Linked DNA regions of Sus scrofa: region 1 is linked to region 2. Evidence: chromatin contacts called from public Hi-C data. All regions are on one chromosome and are shown on one strand. Each heading gives the region's core, a stretch centred on a gene start, on an enhancer-like site or on the middle of the called end of the contact. The rest is flanking DNA. Distances are from core to core; before and after follow the strand shown.

Evidence for each region. A called contact is a pair of places that touch in the nucleus more often than the background predicts.
Region 1: a Hi-C map of liver shows a contact between it and region 2, with 5 times the contacts expected there. The contact joins two enhancer-like sites. A contact is called at or near these places in 1 of 5 promoter capture datasets (liver) and 4 of 47 Hi-C or Micro-C datasets (epiblast stem cells, fetal liver, liver and 1 more).

What each region holds. Positions count from the first base shown.
Region 1 is chr1:106,875,194-106,882,111 of Sscrofa11.1, forward strand. FECH (ferrochelatase) reads right to left here. Exons shown (of 11, transcript NM_001170523.1): 4 at 6,389-6,537; 5 at 2,008-2,142. Among named protein-coding and RNA genes, the nearest start is that of FECH, 20 kb to the right of the region's middle. Within about 2 kb of position 4,393, at least 4 of the 83 cell types and tissues checked have an H3K27ac peak or open chromatin away from gene starts, as enhancers often do. A contact at or near this core is called in fetal liver and liver, where this site is marked.
Region 2 is chr1:106,759,756-106,766,245 of Sscrofa11.1, forward strand. The region is part of intron 2 of ONECUT2 (one cut domain family member 2); the gene reads left to right. Among named protein-coding and RNA genes, the nearest start is that of ONECUT2, 12 kb to the left of the region's middle. Within about 2 kb of position 2,241, at least 5 of the 83 cell types and tissues checked have an H3K27ac peak or open chromatin away from gene starts, as enhancers often do. A contact at or near this core is called in fetal liver and liver, where this site is marked.

The sequences.
Region 1 (6,918 bases), core at 3,143-5,642, 120 kb after region 2:
TTGCAAACCTTATTTTACAGGCAAATATCATTTTCAGATATACAAATGAACTTCAGGAAGCCACAGCAGGTCTCCTGGATCACTCAGAAATATTCAACAAACTACTGTAAGTGGCAATTAAGGGGAAAATATAACTAAAAAACTGCCTGATTTTTTAAAAAAAAGTGGGAGTTCCCATCCTACTCAGCAGTAACCCAACTGGTATCCATGAGGATGTGGGTTGGATCTCTGGCTTCACTCAATGGCTTAAGGATCTGGCGTTGCCATAAGCTGTAGCGTAGGTTGCAGACAAGGCTCAGATGTGGTGTTGCTGTGGCTGTGGTGTAGGCTGGCAACTGCAGCTGTGATTCAACCCCTAGCCTGGGAACTTCCACATGCTGCAGGTGTAGCCCTAAAAAGCAAAAAAAAAAAAAAAAAAAAAAAAAAAAAAAAGTGATTGATACATAGAGTATACTGTCTCTGCCACAATGTGTCTAAGTAAACAACAGATAAGTGACACTCTAGAGGCCTCAAAGAATGAGCTTGCCTCCCAAAGGCTTTCACGTCTCTGAAGTGAAAATGTACCTGCCCTCCAACCAGATGTACTAGAGAAAAACTGCACAGACATTGGTGTTTTAAACACATCAGTAGAGTCAGCTATGAAAGGATACCCTAGTCAATCCTTTGTCATATAAATAACCATCTTCTTAATTTTGATTAAGAAGTTTGATCCTGAGAGCAGACATTTACATGTTGAGGTATATTTTTTTAAAGCTGGGCAAAGCTATAACTTAGAAATTTATAAAATCTGTTTTTATTCTTCAATAACACATTATCAGATATTTTAAAGTGGGAGAGGCACATTTCCAAAAGAAATCACAATTTGAACTCTTGAGGGTGTCTGAGAACTCGGGCATTTTCACAGGTGCTCTGAACAAATATTTAAGGCACACACCAGGCTTACAAGATTTCTTCCAGTAGCCTTTGGTTTTCTCCTTATAGTCATAAAAATAATATGTACTAGGAGTTCCCGTCATGGAGCAGTGGTTAACAAATCCAACTAGGAATCATGAGGTTGCGGGTTCAGTCCCTGGCCTTGCTCAGTGGGTTGAGGATCCAGAGTTGCCATGAGCTGTGGTGTAGGTTGCAGACGCGGCTTGGATTCTGCGTTGCTGTGGCTCTGGCATAGGCCGGTGGCTACAGCTCCGATTCAACCCCTCGCCTGGGAACCTCCATATGCCGTGGGAACGGGCCAAGAAATGGCAAAAAGACTAAAAAAAAAAAAAAAAAAAAAAAAAAAAAAAAAAAAAAAAAAGGTACTAATGTCCAAAAGCAATTGGTGAATAAAAATGTCCTGACCGCAATCCTTGAAAAAGATTGCAAACAAATGTATTTGTGGGTGACAGTGGAAGACTTACCAAATGGTACAGAGATTGGCAAAACAGATTATTCACTAGCTTCAGTTAAATATATAGGAAACAACACCTAGTAATATTTTCCAAAATCTAGACTACTGAGAGAGGTGTGCAAAGGAAACCCCAAACTGGGCTTTGGTTTAACTGGGAACCAATCCATAACTGAAGCAGAACCAGAGTTCATACCAACACTTCCAGTGTCATATGTGCACCTCTGCCTGGCCAATGGAAATAGCAATCACCTGTGGTACGTTAGTAAGAATAACAGGGTAGCCATAAAAATAAGGTTTATTACACAAACGTAGAAAGTGGCTGAAGGTTGATCACTGATCCATTATACAGCTGCACTGAAGCACTAACGCTAGAAGGCACCGCTTTTCACCCACCATTTGTGATTCTCAGCTGACTGGCCAATAACTCAAGGGCCAGGTAAACCATGAGATTTCAAATGGACTGAACTGAACTCTTCTGTTTCAAAGACAGGCTGGATGTGCCATTCAAATCAAAAATGATTTATGCTTTCCTCCATACCGAGGTTCCTTGGTTATTCTTGCCGGACCCATATCCACCCCCACCCACCCCACCACCCCCTGCCGTCGGAGAGAAGCCTTACCTGTGGTCACACAGCTGTACTGTGGATACTGTGTGAAAGCAATCGCCCTTTCAAGCCCATCCCTCTCCATCTCTTGAATCGCTTCTTCCGTTAAAGGGTGGACATACCGGAATCCAATATAGTATTTGTGAGGGGCTATTAGGAAGCATGTGTAGAAGGAGAGAGTATTCATCTTTATATAGACTCCAAACATAATGCAGTGCCCAGAACAAAGAACAGTTAACCTAATTTCCTAGGATGCTGATAATGTGGGCAAGTTTAGAATGTGCCTTGGATCTTAACCAGTCTTCTGCCAGTATACGGATTTTTAATCACTATTTTCTGTGACCAACCTCCCCCGGCACACTGCCCCCAACACACACACATACAAACACCTTTACTTAGCACATGGTTTTTAAAACTTAAACTTTTGCGAGTTTCCTGGTGGTCTTGTGGTTAGGACATGGTGCTTTCACTGCTGCAGCCAGGGTTCAATCCCTGCTCTGGGAATTGAGATCCCACATCAAGCTGCTGTACATCACAGCCAAAAAGAAATTAGTTAATTTTGAAAATAACCCTCAAACTTCTGTGCCTTTCTCTCTGCTCTTGGCTGAGATGAGAGATACTCCAGAGAAGGGAGGAAAGAACTAGCATTTATTCATAAAGTATAACCTCATTTTAGGTACCAGGTACCACAGTAGACATTGGGAGGTTTTATTCTCATTTAAATTCCATTTTTCAGATAAGGAAACAGACTCTGAAAGGTTAATGAACCTGCCCAAAGTCACACCTAGCAGATGTTCCAGATGAGATTATAACATGGGTCTCCCCATCCTAAAGCCTGTGCTCCTTCCACGCTTCCCCCTCCTCTTCCAGCACCCAAGACCCCTCCTCTTGTTCCCTCAGACCCCAGGCCACCTAGTTTATATAAAAGCTCTGGGATACTCAATAAGAATTCACTGATAACAAATGACTGAAATGATTCTCTTCACTTAGATGAAAAAACAACAACAAACACTTAAACTGATGGCACTCAGTGGATTTTAAAATCATTGTTCTGACACCTAAATGGCCCAAGGTAGGGCACGTCTTTGTGTTCCTTCTCCCATCATTTCACCAGTTCCTTCTCTTACTTCCTCTTTATCCTCCTCTATTTTAAATGCATCCACAACCACACAACTTCTTAGGCATTTATAAAATAATAAAACAGGGAGTTCCCGTCATGGCTCAGTGGTTGGAAACTAGTATCCAAGAAGAAGCAGGCTTGATCCCTGGCCTCGCGAAGGGGGTTAAGGATCCAGCGTTGCTGTGAGCTGTGGTGTAGGGCACAGACAAGACTTGAATCTGGCATCGCTGGGGCTGTGGCGGAGGCTGGCGGCTACAGCTCTGATTGGAGCCCTAGCCTTGGAACCTCCATAAGCCACAGGTGCAGCCCTAAAAGGACAAATAAAATAAAATCGTAAAACAGAAAGTTTCCTAAAGTTACCCAGTCTTGTTTCCTTATCTTTCCATATAATTATACCCAATTTATACTCAGGGACGAAGTTGAAAATACACTGTTATAAACACTTAGTAATCATAAACCCAAGATGATGCTACTTGTCCAGGCATTAGCAGGGGCTGCAATTAAGAACATGAAATAAAACTGCCACAAGAAACATTAAGGTTAAAGTGAAGGAAAAGAGGAGTTCCCGTCGTGGCGCAGTGGTTAACGAATCCGACTACGAACCATGAGGTTGCGGGTTCGGTCCCTGCCCTTGCTCAGTGGGTTGACGATCCGGCGTTGCCGTGAGCTGTGGTGTAGGTTGCAGACGCGGCTCGGATCCCGCGTTGCTGTGGCTCTGGCGTAGGCCGGTGGCTACAGCTCCGATTGGACCCCTAGCCTGGGAACCTCCATATGCCGCGGGAGCGGCCCAAGAAATGGCAAAATGACAAAAAAAAAAAAAAAAAAAAAAAAAAAAAAAAAAAAAAAAAAAAAAAAAAGTGAAGGAAAAGATAATACAATTATTGTGTGCATCTCTATATATGTCTATGTATCATTAGTTTATATGTTGTATGTATACATGTGAGTGCTTTATATATCTGTAGATAACCTGACCCTGGGGACTGAATCAATGGAGCACGTTGCCAAGAAGAGAAGCAGAATGCTGGCAGGGAGAGAAGCAAGTCTGCGCATGGCAAGGACAGTCTGGTTCGATGCTCTTCAGTTGGGGACCACAAAAAGAGGAAGGAAGGGACACAGATGAAATCATTTTCAGCTGTCTTTCCCTTCCAAGCTACCAATTTTCCAGTCTCTTGCATAAAATATGGTGAATTACAGTTAAAACACACCAGAGGGCCTGGCCCTGTAAACAAACTCCAAATGACTGATTGAACTGTTCAAAGATCACACACACAGTTCGTGATAATCCTGCCAACTACCATGATATCATCAAGTCCATCTTTAAGGAGCTCTTGGTGCTCTGAGCTGAGGCTGAAGTGGAATTTGCTTTCTCATCTATTTGGAGACATGACAATGGTCAGATTGAAACAGTCAACCAGCTTCTCTTGTTTTCATAGCTGCCCAGTAGTTGAAAGTTGCAGCCTAAATGCCTGGGATCTGGGAGTTCCTCAAATGCTACAGACTCAGAGAGGTGCAGATGCTGCCCTCACAGATAAAGGCAGGGCGGTGATCACTCTTGGAAGTGAGAGAGAGTAAAATACTCTGGAATGAAGAGATAATGCTTTCTGAACTGTCCAACTTCAGATGGCCTGCAAAAGCATATTTTAGAAAAAGTGAACAATGCACTATTTCCAACTTAGTCTACCCTGAGGAGCTAACAAGCGTTCACAAAGGTTCCTGGCTACCCCTGCAGCAGCACGGGGAGAGGAAGGGGTTCCCTGGCTATCAACCAGCAGCACATCTGGTGGGCACCACCCCTGGACAGTGTGAGCCCCACACACAGGACTCTCTGGCCCAGCCTCGTCTCCTCCCAGAGCCACTGCCCAGTGGAACACACTTTGTGAGAATGGAGAGGGAAGAAAAAGGTACAAATGGGAAAATTAGATTTTTAAACAGTAAAATTTCATTATTCTCCAGTCCATTCATTTAGCACATGTGATAGTTCAAATGCCTGATCTGTACATTTGAGACGAAGGTGTGAAGTGTATTAATGCTTTTTAATTTGTATCAGATCACGAACCCTATTCCAGCAATGAATAATAAAAGCTCACATTTCCTGAATTTTTATCCTGTCCCACACACCAGGTATGAGCGGAGGTCAGCCAAGTTTCCCTTGCCCACTATTTTTAAAGATACATTGTGTCCTGTGTGGCTGAACCATAAGAAATGCCCTGCAGCCATGAGTGAAGGCAGGGAGCAAACCTAACATTCAAAAGCACAAATGGAACAATTTTCCAAGTGAGAGGATCTGCCAAGGGCTGGAGCCCTTAGTTCCGTGTGCCACGCAAACAGGAGGCCCTCAGAGTCACTAGAGCTGATGCTCAATGAAACGCTTTGGTCCTGCCTTGTGGGGCTGCTCTCCTTGAGGGTCCCCACTGTGTCACACTCCTGTCCTGATCCTGAACCCCAACCTGTCCTCAATTAATGTGTTTCATATGTCCTAAGATGCACATTTTTTTTGTTTGTTTTACCACCTTATGCCGGTCCACAACAGACTCTGTCTTAAAATTAACTGGCAGAGCTTTTGCGTCTTCATGATACATAAAAACCATGGAACTTCCTACAATCAATGGTGTCTTCAATGCAATCAAATATGGCACTTAGAGTTCCTTCATGTAGTTAATACTTCATTGTGCACATTATAATTTGTGTTAGAGGTTCTCAGAGAACCATCACCAGATGTGTGCGATGCTCTGTTTAGTGCCATGCCTGATGAGGCCCTTAAATGCCTCTTGATGATGGTATTGCCAAGGGCTGAAAGCAGTTGCTGGAAGTTGCTTAGAGCCTCATGGCTATGATGACATCTAGCTAATCCTGCTCTAAGTGCTGAGCCAAACAGCATCCACACAGAAAGAAACAGCAGTCAGACCAGGCTCCACCCATTACCCAAAGGCGTCCTCCCAGGACAATGACATACACATCTTTTTCCATGGTATGCCACATTTTCCGTATAATCCAGCTCAATTTAACACACACAGGCAACTTCCTTTTGAGACTAATCTGCCAAAAATTAAGTTTTTAAAATTTGTAACGTAAGGAAATCACAGAAAAGGCTGTGCAGCCTAGGACAAAGGATAACACCACAGGAACTGAGCACAGTGGCTGGGCATCACAGAGGAACCCCCGCAGATGGAGAGCTGCTGGTACCCAGGAATGTATTTGGTATCCAGTGGTGTTGTGAATTTCATAACCACTTCAAAAGGACAAACCCAGTGGGATGTCAGCAGAGAAACATCATACCTGTGTGCGGGGACAACTCATCCAGCAGCTTCACCATGCCCTCCGCTTGCTTTCGAGTCCACATCCTGATGGGGGACCCGCCTCCAATTCTGCGGTACTGCTCCTGAATTTTGGGGGTACGGCGTTTGGCGATGAATGGCCCCAGCTTACTAAATCATTGAACACATAGGTAGGTAAGTGGATTTTTGTTTGTTTGTTGCTTTTTAGGGCTGCACCCGTGGCATACGGAAGTTCCTAGGCTAGGGGTCAAGTCAGAGCTTTGGCTGCCGGCCTACACCACAGCTCACAGCAACACCGGATCCTTTAACCAACTGATTGAGGCCAGGGATCAAACCCACGTCCTTATGGATATTAGTAGGGTTCGTTACTGCTGAGCCATGATGGGAATTGCAGTAAGTAGATTTTATTCCAGTTAAGCAACCTCAGAAACATTTTCTACTCAGTAAAAAAAGAAGATAAGCAAAATCTTAAGAAGAGCCTATATAAGATCAAGCTTTAAAAACAGAAGGTCAAAGTCATTGACACCAGCC
Region 2 (6,490 bases), core at 991-3,490:
TTTCCTAGAAGCTGTGGGCATTTATTACGAAAAACTGTCCCCCACAAATTGTCCCAGAGGGAAGGGAGGCACTGCATTCCACCTTGGCGCCTCTCTCTCCATTTGAAGATCCATTACTCTTCTGTAGAAAGCAGACTTTGTTTGGGTTGGAAGCACACCTCCAACGTAATTTAATCAGCATTGGACTTTGGCTCATGTAATCAAATATACATATACTTTCTCCTGCAGGAAGAAAAATAATTTCTCTGTAACTGGTATTGACTTGAAATCATGTATTCTCTGGAAAGCATCACATTTTTAAAGGGAAAGGTAAAATTAAGGGGAAAAGAAGCCATGTTTCAGTGGTTTGCCTTATAAATAACTAAGAGAGCCAGTTACCACCTAAGAAAGGGCAGAGGGAGCCTTCTAGAGCTCAAATATTGGGCTGCTCCAACTGTGGGTATCCTATTCCAGCTTCCTCTGTGTAGTCACCCTCCCAAATCTGTGTTGTAGGAGACAAGGTTAACTGGCTCACCAGATCATAGGAATCTGGGCTTTATATTTATTTTGGGTTGAGACATCTTTGGGGAGACCTATTTGGTGCTCCGTTTTTTTCTATCCTTTTTGGAAAGACCACAGGCAGCAGCAGCAGGATCCCAGTGGACAGAAAGCCTACTCCACCCCCAGGGCCTTGAGCACGAAGTTCTGCTGTAGAGCATTTCTCTAGAGCAAGCTTGGTCTCCCCACCCGCAGGGCAAGGCTCTGGGCTTTACCCAAGTTGGGTCTGTTAGGGAATCTGTTGTAAACACAGATCCATTGATTTGCATTTGTCAGAGAGTAAAGTTAAACCAGTGAAAAGAGAAGCCCTTACCCTTTTATGCAGGGCCAGGGAAACCTTTCATATTGATCCTATTGATCCAACCTTTCCCTTTAAGGAAACCACATAGTTAAAGACCCTTGTTCAATAGATTTACCCTTCGTGCTTGTGATATTCCTTTAAGTGTTCTCATCTAGGATAGCTGGGCATTAAGCCCACACTCCAAACCAAACAAAAATGAAAAGGGGGTTGAAAGAGAGGAGTCAGGAGGCAGAATTGTGGAAAGTGAAATTGAATCAAACTGAAATGTGTAATGACTCGGTTGGGGATGTTTTTCTCATTCTTCTAAGATGACATGCAGGGATAAAGACAAAATAGATGCATTTAGCATCTCTTCCCCCCACTTATCCCTCCCTCTCTCTCTCCCCGAAACAAAATCTGTTTATATGCTAGAATAGCAACATCAGAGACACATCATTTTCTACTGTAAAATTATTTCAATCAAGCCACTAGCTTGATTCATTTAAACTGGTTCACTTAAAAGCGGTAATATCACCACAAAGTTATTTTGGTCCATTTGTAGCAAATTGGGAATTAGATTGTCCCCAGAAAAGCAAATTTGGGGGCTCTGTATATGAGCATGGACACTGAAGTCACTTTAAAAGAGAAGGGTCTTAGAGTTGGAAGTGTGTAGAAACTAGACCAGGAGTAAGATACTTTTTTTTTTTTTAATAAAGCAATGTAGATGGAACGGGAGTTATTAAATATTGCCCAGTATCCCTCATGTTTGCAGATATGAAAATGAAAGTCCTCTTTGTTTCCAGGACTGTTGGCATGATCGTTTTATTTCTTCCTTGACCCCTTTTGTTCTGTAAATAAAATCCATTTGTGATTTTTTTCAACATGTTCCATGCACTATTCCTAATTGGCTATCTCTTGGGTTGTGTTCAGACATTCATGTTTGTTTTATGTGATTGAAAAATATTAATGATTCCTTAGGTGAGCTAATGTATTTATCTACTGAGTGAGTTCAAAGGGCAGAGTTCAGCTATGGTTCAGGTTAATTGAACAGGAACCAGTGAGCTCTCCAGGCTGTGTTGAACAAGGGACCAGTCCCTTAAAATATCACACTCAACAAACACACAGTTTCACTGTCCTCATCCTGGAGCGTGATGTAAGAGGCTCACATCACCTTGGATTGCTTGTTTAAAAACCCAAAGCAAAGCGCAGCAACTGCAACAAAACCCCTGAGTCCCCCTCAGGGAAGAAGAGTTTTCTCATTGGCTAATTGCTTTATTGGTAGCACTGACCTGCAGAGCAGCTGCAGGGGCCTGGATGAAGGCTTAGGCCTCAGAATAATGTGCTCCATTAGAACCAGGGCAAGGCATTTTTTGTTTACTCAATTGGAGCTCCTTGCAAAGTGCCATTAACCCCAGCCCAACCGCATGCGTGTTGCAAAAGCCAAAGGTCACACCAGTCGGGCTGTAGGCGCAGCCAGCTTTGCCGGAGTAGTAGGGAAGAGGCATCCTGCTGGCATCACCCTCCCTGAGCTTGGCCCGATCCCCAGGGGCCCGGGGCTTTGACCAAAGCAAGCATTTGCACAACTTGTTTACATTTCCCAATTGCTGAATCATGTTATTGATGATTACACAGTTTTGATCTGAGCACCATCAATCACAACATGAAAAAAATTCCTCCCACTGACCCTCTCTTTTCTATTTCTGTTCCCTCCATCATTGTGTATTACAGTAAACAGAATTGTGCAGACGTTGCTTTTTAGCAGGAATAAAATCTGGATAAGTGCTTGGATCAAGAGGAAGACAGATCTCCAAACAGGGCTGAGGGGGTTGTTCAGCAGAAAGAAGCCTTGAGGTGGAGCCAGAAGCACAGTCGAGGCTTCTACCAAGAACACCTTGAGCTAGACTGCCACCTGCTGGGAGTCTTCTAATTGCAGTAAGCCTTGCACCCCCAAGGCCCAAGCACCTTCCTTCACTTTGTTCTTAGTATTTGTGTCTCCATTCTCCACCCTCCTGACCACCACTCTTTTTTTCCTTGAAATTTCTGCCTCTTTTCATTTGTTGCCGAGGAGAAATCAGCAGTTTTGCTGTGATGGATAAGGTGACTCACCCACCCTGTACATTGTATAGTTTCCTGCTTAGTTAGAAAGTGGGGAGAGGAGGGGCAGAGAAAGCAAGAAATATCTGTGGGAGAGAAGAGGAACAGACATGCGTGTAAGAGAAATGGCTCAGTTGATGGTGCCAGTGAGGGCTGTACCGACAGTAAGGTGCCCTGCAAAGACAAAATTTTGTACAAAGGAGAGAAGGTGAAAAAATTAGTATGGGCAGGGAGGACATCAGGAGAGACGCCAAATCAGGGAGCCAGAGGTAGGCTCTGTGAAACCCCAGGGAAGAGAAAAAGTGAACTAGCTGTTTTGCAGTTGCAGAGAAGTAAGCCACTCAGAGCCAAACTGTGGAGCTGACTGTAGCCCTGTGGGCGGCAGCTGTTTCCGGAGCCCCTGGCAGCCCAGCGCACCTGTGGGTGGGTTGCTGCCTTCCCGCCCCAGTGCAGGCTTCAGCACCACGAACAGCGCCATGGAACAGCTCAAGAGCCTGCTCGCCCAAGCTGCAGTCTGAGCGAGTTTGCATCTCAACCCAAAAAAGGGAGATGGGTCCTCTACCAGATTAAATGTGTGCAAGACCCTAATCAGTAGCTCCAGCTCTCTAGATCTCAGAGCCCCAAACAGAACAGAGCCTCAGATTTTCCTTTAGCAGTCCATGGCTTTGATTATCTGTGTGTGATTATCAGCAATAATAAAGCAAGAGGAGGTTGTGGCAGTAAGAGGACAAAAGATGCTAAAGGACCCTTTCCTTTTGAAGAGAAAAAAACATTACTGGGGGTGGGGGGAGGGTTGAACTGTTTTTCTCCATGTTCCTGACTTCTGAAGGCACTGATTGCAGCTCTCAACAGTACTTCACATTTAGGATTTACTTTCAAGGTTTATGGTCTGGGTGCCCTGCACACAGAGATACAAAAATGGATTTTTTTTCCCCACCATATACCTAGTCGTGATTTTTGAAAATGAGCTTTTCTTTAACAGATTCTCACATTATATCAGCCATCATGTTGCCAGGAGAGCCAACAATGGAACATCACTACCTCCAATAAATCTAGAAAGTAGGTTTGATTTCTTGAGAGTTTTCCTTGGTAGGATTCTATTTAAGAGGAACCTCTCCACTGCTTCTGTGGGTCAAGGATTGAGTCACTTCCTTGAGACCACGCAATGGAGTTATATGTCCCTGGCCAGGGTAAAAGCTGACATTAGGTGCTAACCCCTTATTCTGGACATTTTTAGCCAGTTGCTCTGCTTTATTCGTGTTTTTATTCCCGAGAAAGGAGGCATGTAGGTCCTTTTGGGTCTGTGATTGGGCACAATTCCCATCTCTTTAGGTTTCTAGTAAAATGGCCCTTGACTTTCCAAAGCTAATTAAAATGTAAAACCTTTGCTTTATGTGAGAGAACTTCATCTCAAGCCTAATTTATTGTCAGAGTGGTTCTCAGGGAGGTGGAGCATAGGAACAAGTGTATCCACTTTAAAAGAAAGTCAAGAGTATAATGAATGAAATTTTCTCCCTGTGACAATGCATCTTTAAATTCCAAGTGGCTCTTGGATGAAGGGAAGAAAATCCAGCCCCAGACATTTTTCAGTATTGAAAAAAAAATCATGTTCTGTGTCCAAGTACCTAAATGTTTGTCCTATAAGTGAACAGGAATATTGTTTGAATCAGACCTTAGAATTGGTTTTGTATCCATTTGATAAACACCGATTAAAACAGTTTCTTCAAGTCATATGATATTCAAATTCAATGTAACTAGTTGCTGGGTTACATTATCAAAAACCTTTTCCAGTAAAACATGGATTTGACAGTAAGCAAAGCCTTTTTTTTTTTTAAGTCTGTTTTATATGCATCACTGCATCTTATTAAAATAAGTCAGTCCACTCTCCAGGAGCTTATGTAACTAAATGCATTTCCTTTCTAGTGAGCTCTGTGTGGTTTTTGAAAGATATTTTTGACAAGACTACAATGTAAACAGGACCTCTCCTGTAATCTTCTTTGACTCCAAATACATACATATGTATATATACATATGTATGTGTGTGTGTATATATATACATATATATAGAGAGAGAGAGAAAACTTTTTGCTTTCCTGAAACAGAACAACAGATTTCCAAATCTAAAAGCTTTTTTTAAAGTCTTGGGTTCAGAAGCTTCCTGTTGTATTCCATAGTCTACCTCAGTTCATGTTCAAGGCATGAGAGTGAATTCTTTTTTTTTTTTTTTTTTTTTTCATTTGAAAAGGAAGAGACATTCTTCCTGTTGAAAACCAATTACTTGACTTTATTCTGGGTCCCTGCCTCTCCTGCCTTCTCAGTACACCCATCCTTTTCTGTGCTTAAACTGTAGCACCAGGACACAGCTTCGATCCTTGGCCCAGCACAGTGAGTAAAATGGATCCAGTGTTGCTGTAGCTGCAGTATAGATTGCACCTGCGGCTGAAATCAGATCCCTGGCCCCAGACCTCCACGTACCACAGGGCAGCCGAAAAAGAAAAAACAAAACAAAAAACCCAAACCCAAAAAAACTCTTTTCTTCATTAGCTTTTTCCCATTTGAATTTTTGTGCTCCAAACTCTCCTATTTTTTTTTTTTAATGCTCTCCCAACACCTGCTTTAGCTCTAGCTCTTTCTTCCCTTTACACCTAGAAAGAGTTTCTATAACTCAGTGTCTGTGTCTTACCTTCCCCTCAGTCCCAGCCCTTTGCTGTCTGGTTCCAGCCACTCCCGTTTACTAAACCTGCTCTTAACAAAGCCACTGTTGAGGATTTGTCACCAAATCCAATAAATGCCTCTCAGGTCTTATCCTAAGTTGGCCTCTCTGTGGCATGCCACACGCTGCTCACCACCCTCTCCTCTCCCTTTCTTCCTCTGACTTCTGAAATAGTGTACTCTCTTATTTTCCTCTTTGGCATTCTGGGTATTCCTTCTCAGTCTCCTTTCTGGGCTCCTTTTACTCTGTCCATCTAGCTCAGCATTCAGGCCTAAGCTATTTTATTTAGTCACTCAAATACTCCCCTTGGAAGACTGCATCCATTAGGTTGTGATCTCTCTATGCTGAGGACAGCCCTGATATCTCTTCTGAGTTCCAGGTCCCTATTTCTTTGTGCATCTGATCATCTTTGTCTGGATGTCCTCAAATTCGGCCTATCTCAAAGTGAACTCATTTTTCTTATCTTCTCTCCCTCATCACCATCACCACCACTAAACATGAGTCTCCTCTTTTATTCTCTCTCTTTCAATAATCTCCTTGTAATAATCTCAAGCCAGACACCAGGAAGTCACCTCAGACTCTCTCCTTTCCCTTTTTAACCCCATGTGTCAACCATCCTAGCCATGTGGATTATACCCCCTAAATATCTATCTCCATCCTTTCCTTTGCCGCCCTCATTGGGGGCAGCACCAGTTTCCTGATTGATCAGCCTCTCTTGTCTTGCCTTTTCTCATCCATTTCCAACCTTGAGACAGCGTGGTTTTTCTGGAACCCAAATCTGACCACAGTACACCATTGTTTAAAACTCTTTGTTAGCTCCCTTTGACCATTTGTGAAGGTCCAGATCCCTGAACAGAGTGGACTAA